2 separate regions of the Hordeum vulgare genome follow, and region 1 is linked to region 2. Evidence: chromatin contacts called from public Hi-C data. All regions are on one chromosome and are shown on one strand. The core of a region is the stretch at or near the end of the contact, and the rest is flanking DNA. Distances in the headings are between cores, read along the strand shown. Region 1 holds the start of LOC123425838. Region 2 has its middle 220 kb from the start of LOC123425836.

What was found. Hi-C and Micro-C count contacts between places; a contact is called where the count stands out from the background.
Region 1: a Hi-C map of leaf shows a contact between it and region 2, with 9 times the contacts expected there. The contact joins the promoter of LOC123425838 here to the enhancer-like site in region 2. A contact is called at or near these places in 2 of 6 Hi-C or Micro-C datasets (both in leaf) and 1 of 1 datasets of contacts at active chromatin or transcription factors (embryo).

What each region holds. Positions count from the first base shown.
Region 1 is chr2H:201,884,101-201,886,800 of MorexV3_pseudomolecules_assembly, reverse strand. It overlaps LOC123425838, which reads right to left and starts at 1,411. Exons shown (of 5, transcript XM_045109581.1): 1 at 1,004-1,411; 2 at 648-794; 3 at 452-527; 4 at 68-305. The coding sequence starts at 1,030.
Region 2 is chr2H:201,641,984-201,644,716 of MorexV3_pseudomolecules_assembly, reverse strand. No RefSeq gene overlaps it. Among protein-coding and RNA genes, the nearest start is that of LOC123425836, 220 kb to the right of the region's middle. Within about 2 kb of position 1,271, at least 3 of the 3 cell types and tissues checked have open chromatin away from gene starts, as enhancers often do. A contact at or near this core is called in leaf, where this site is marked.

The sequences.
Region 1 (2,700 bases), core at 162-2,661, 240 kb before region 2:
ATTGGATCTACTCTTACTAAGCAACGCAAAAAAATAAACCAAGGGGAAGGGGGAGGAAGATTCTTACAGCGTGGCGAAGAGGAAGACGACCCTCCGGGGATCCAGCCACGGCGCCGGACGCCGCCCGAGCCGCCTGGACTTCCCTCCTGGCGTGCCGGCGCCCCCCGGCGTGTTCACGAGCCGGAGCCCGTTGAGCATCTCGTCGGCGGCCGCTACGTGGACGAAGAGCGGGGACAGCGGGGGCCGCTCGCCCGTCCCCACCCCGCCTCCTGCGCACACAAACGGATCAAACCCAACGTCAGCGCCTGCTAACAAGCCACCAGTCCCGTCAGTGTCAATGGTCACTACTAGCCTCACTTAAGCTACAAGGCGTCGTAGTTTTGAGAAGAAAAACGGAATTTTGGCCGTCATTGAGAAGGAAGATTATCGACTGGGGCAGGCGCAGGCTAACCTGTGGTGCCAGTGGCGGCGTCGCCGTCGGCCTGCTTCCTTTCTGACCCCTTCCTCGACAGCGACCTCACCACCCTCTGTTTCGTTCACGGCACAATTAAGATAGAGATGGTGTCAGACTCTTAAAGCACGACGGCATAAAGAAATCTGGACGCGCATATCGCCGTCGTCCGCCGGCCAGCCTCGAGCAGACTTACAGGCGTCCTCGGGGTAGAGGCCGGCGGCGCCGCCGGCCTCGTTTCCGGGCCGTCGCCGGCCAGCGACGAGAGGGCGGCGACGTCGAGGGCGATGAACCCACCGGTCGCGGCGCCGTGGCTGGCGTCCGAGCTCGACTGTGCAGGAACCTAAAAGGGGAACACAAGTGTTATTGTCCGGCAAGAACCTATCTACCGGCGATGAAACCGAAGCTCTTCAATCAAATCAAACAAAGAGAAATTCACAGCACAGCCTAAAAGGGGCAAGCGGTTCCATGCGTCGTCGCCGTGGAAGATCCAAATCGCTTCCAGTTGGCCGGCCGATTGACGGGCAGAAGATTGGACGGGAAGAGACTTACGGGATGGCTGGAGGTGGCGTCCCCCATGCCTTGGGTGACGTTCGGCGTGTGCGCAGCTGCCTCCCGCGGTATGTCTTCCCTTTTGTTGTATCTGGGTGAGTTATGGTTGTCCCTTGGGAAGGCGGAGAATTTAATGGCGGAATACTACAAAAACGAGGAACCGGAGGGAAAGGACCGTCACTTTGCTCTTTTTGTTGGGGGCCAAAAGATTAGATTCTCTCTCTCTCTGCCCGCGAGCATGGAGAGAAGAAGATGTTCACAGTACAGCTTCTCTTCTCTTATATATACTGCTGGATTTTTTTTGGGCACCCACGGACGGAATTGTTTAGAAATTGCACTTTACACTAGTACTCCTATATCTCTTGTTGGGGTCCATCAATGTCTCAATAGATTGGTAAGGTTTTATTAGGTTCTGGTCGGTTTATAAAATTTACAATCGATTAGTGAAAGTGCAATTTTGATCTACTGGAAAATTCAACATGTTTGTCTTTCTTTCTTTCTAAAACTCTTGTGTTGTGAGAAAAAAAAACTAACACACCCCTGGCCCAATAAACATGACCCAAACACAGATAGGTCCACGTTCTTTATTTTAACCTCACAAGTGTCTACACAATCACAACACATTTGAACGTGTCAATTTTAATGTGTGTCTCTCTCTCTCTCGGCATAAGATCAGGAAATTGCTTTCTTTGTCCCTTGCAAGGTTTGTCATCGCATGTGTGGTTAGGGATGGTTTGTTTCGTCTCCAATTTAATGATGTGATGGACAAGACTCAAACTATAAACGTAGCATATGATCGTGTCAGTTCATTGCTACTGTTTTCTGCATATCAATGTATCTGTTCCTATGACCATGAGATCATGCAACTCCCGAACACCGGAGGAATACCTTGTGTGTATCAAACGTTGCAACATTACTGGGTGACTATAAGGTGCTCTACAGGTATGTCTGAAGGTGTCTGTTGGGTTTTCGTGGATAAAGACTGGGATTTGTCACTCCGTGTGACGGAGAGGTATCTCGGGGCTCACTCGGTAATACAACATCACAACAACCCTTGCAAGCAATGTGACTAAGGAGTTAGTCACGTGATCTTGTATTACGGAACGAGCAAAGAGACTTGCCGGTAACGAGATTAAACTAGGTATAGAGATATCGACGATCGAATCTCGGGCAAGTAACATACCGAAGGACAAAGGGAACAACATACGGGATTAACTGAATCCTCGACATAGAGGTTCAACCGATAGAGATCTTCGTAGAATGTGTAGGAGCCAATATGGGCATCTAGGTCTCGTTATTGGTTATTGACCGGGGAGTGACTCACGTCATGTCTACATAGTTCTCAAACCCGCAGGGTCTGCACACTTAAGGTTCGATGACGTTTCAGTATAGTTGAGTTATAGGTGCTGGTGACCGAAGGTTGTTCAAAATCTTGGATGAGATCCTGGACGTCACGAGGAGCTCCGAAATGGCCCGGAGGTAAAGATTGATATATAGAAAGTCCTGTTTTAGTCACCGAAAAAGTTTCGGGCTCATCGGTAGTGTACCGGGAGTGTCGGGAGGGTGTCGAGGGACCACGGGGAGGGGTGTGACGACCCAAGAGCCTTATGAGTTGTGAGAGGAGGTGGACCAACCCCTGCTGGGCTGGCCGAAGCCTCTCTCAAAATTCCAACCAGCTAGGAGTGGAGATAAAAGGC
Region 2 (2,733 bases), core at 22-2,521:
TTGAGGAGTAATGCCCTAGTCTTAAGCAACACCCTGTCATTCTTCTTTTTTATTAATGAGATGAGGCAAATCTTTTTTTTTGTTTTGATTTTCTATTTAAGAGAGAGACACATGTGTATCTATTGTTCTGTCGCAAGCGTTTGATTATTAGGCTCACTATAGTGTCTAATCAATGCCAGGTCACACTGCTTATGGGACACCCTGCATGATTGACGATGTATCAGATGGGTGACATGCTATGCTGAGATGGTGTGGAATCACACCAAATTCAGAAACTTCCTCTCAATATCCAGAGCGCAAGAATGTGCAGACATGCGACTGACTTGCTGGGTACACGATGATGTGATCATATACGCATTATGCGTTATTCGTATGCAGCCTAGCTAGACCGATCATAGCTAGACAGATGGCCTGTGATGCGGCACTCATCACGGCGCGGGCTCAAGGCAAAGGAAAGGGATCATGGGCGTGTGCTTTACAACTGTGGTCTCCAAGAACAGAAGGGACAGCACAAGAGCTCAATCGCCGCATATCCCCGCGTTATCCCGACGATAAAAGTAGTCTGAGATCGATCTAGTGAGGAGTTGTGATTCCACGCAAGAGCGCAGCGCATTAGAATAGTCAGCTGTGCCATGTTCTCGTCTTGGGGCCGAGTGGGCGGCGCACATGCATGCGCCACGGGACGGCAGCGAGGAGCAATCGCGCATGCTAGCTAGCGGCTGGGTGGGGGAGACTTCTCTCCTTCCTGCTGGCCTCTCGTCCCCGTTGCTGGTTGGTTCCTCCGTTTCACGTGCCATTTTTTTGCTAGTCTTCTGATCGATCGATCACGCCCACGCGTCATGTGCAGCTAAACAACACGAACTCTCGGTTACGATTGCTACTACTTCCATTCCATGTGCTAAACAGGGAAGGGAGAATGGTAGCGTGAGACGAGAATGGGCGGCCACGAGGTGGCAGAAAAGGGCATAGGCAATTCGACCGGCCAGAAAGGTTCAGAGAATCTGCAATTGAAGGTCTGCCGATAAACCATTGCCAACCAGGAGCTTTTTCGTCTTTCCTGCCGCACCACGATAAATAATAACTAGTGCTAGCGATCGATGTGCACGAGAAGAGGGCTCACGGCGTCCCCCTTTTTTTGTGCTGTCTTCATCATACGGGAAAAGCTCAAAAGGAGCTTTCACGCAAGTGGTCGTTTCAACATGCACAACCCATGGATCGTGGAGGCCGGCCTAGAGCACTTGCCCGTCTACCATGTGGTGCATGGAGATGGAATGGATCCCATATCAACATCTTGTGGAATGCTTCACTAGCCTAGTACTAATGGCTGCTAGCTAGCAGGAGTACTTATTGTCTTCTGTTGCCATCTGACTAGGACTCGGTTTGACATGAAACATCATAGGTTTCACGGTTTAGTGGCGTATGACAAGAGAAGAAAAGAACAGCTCAGACAACCGAGACAGAGTGCCAAGTGGGTCGTGGTGCGTGCATGACTACTTTAAATGATAATTAGAGCCCTCATGCTCCAACTACACTACCCTTTGTTCACCCACAAAAGAACTAGCACTAAAGAGAGCTTGTCTAAACTTGGTTATCAACTTTTTTATGTACACGTGGTTTAAAAAAATTCACTCTCAAAATCTTCCGGTTTCTAACAAAATGTCAATATTCTCTCTCCTATATTCTCTAATGGTTGTTAGGTTGATCTCTTGCCCAATGGGCCCAACGGTCCATTGGACCTTGACTCACGTCCTGATCGGGGGCGTCCAGCCCAAGCAAGGCTGGTGGGCCCCTGTCGCGCAGTGCTATATGTAGAGGTGGTGGGGACCATGGCACGGGTTACGAGGTTCACCGCCGCCGCTACCACATCTCCCTGCTTCCCACCGTCTCCTCTACATCAAGATGGACGAAGAGAGGAAGCTCATCGAGGTCACAACAAGGTAACAAACCACTACTCTCACCGAACACATCTAGCCTTGTCGATCCACGGGATCTATCAATGGTATCATGAGCCACGAGGCTTTAGATGAGTTTCGGTTGAAACATGTACAAGAAAAGATTTCCCCTCCCTGATATGAACCCTAGATGGGCAAAGAAACCGAAGATGGCCACGGGCCTCATCGGCAAAGTAGCGCCGCCTCGGCCGCGCATGTTCCTCTCGATCCCCACACGCATCGGCAAACCGAGGTGTGGGGAAGAAGAACCAACCTCCTTGGAGGCAAAGTATGGATCTTATTATATCCAAAAGGAAAACAAATAAAGGAATCGGATTGAATCTGAAAAAGAAAAGCAAATGCAAAGAAGAAGAAGAACAAACCTCTTCGGAGGCAAAGGAAAATCGGATTGATCCGACAAAGAAAAAAAAATGCAAACAAGAAAAATGCATATGGATCCCTACAGGGGCAAAGAGCACCACCACCGATCCATTCGACGGCGGCGCGCTCACCGCAAGGGGAACGCGCGACCGGCGAAGGGGTCGGCAGGGGTGCAGCAGCTCCGCCCATCTAAGTGTCATCGGGCGCTGTAAGGGGCAAAGGCAAAGGCGCCACGGCGCAACAGAACATCGAAGGGGCCGCAGCCGACCGCTCGACGGCGGCGCACCAACCGCAAGGTGTGTGCGCAGCCGGCGAGGGGAAGGCCACGACCCCGGCATGGAACCGCCACGGGAAGGGGGTTGGAGAGCAAGCCACGCACGGCACGGGACCCCTGGTCGCCGCGGCCGGCGGCCACTTCCAC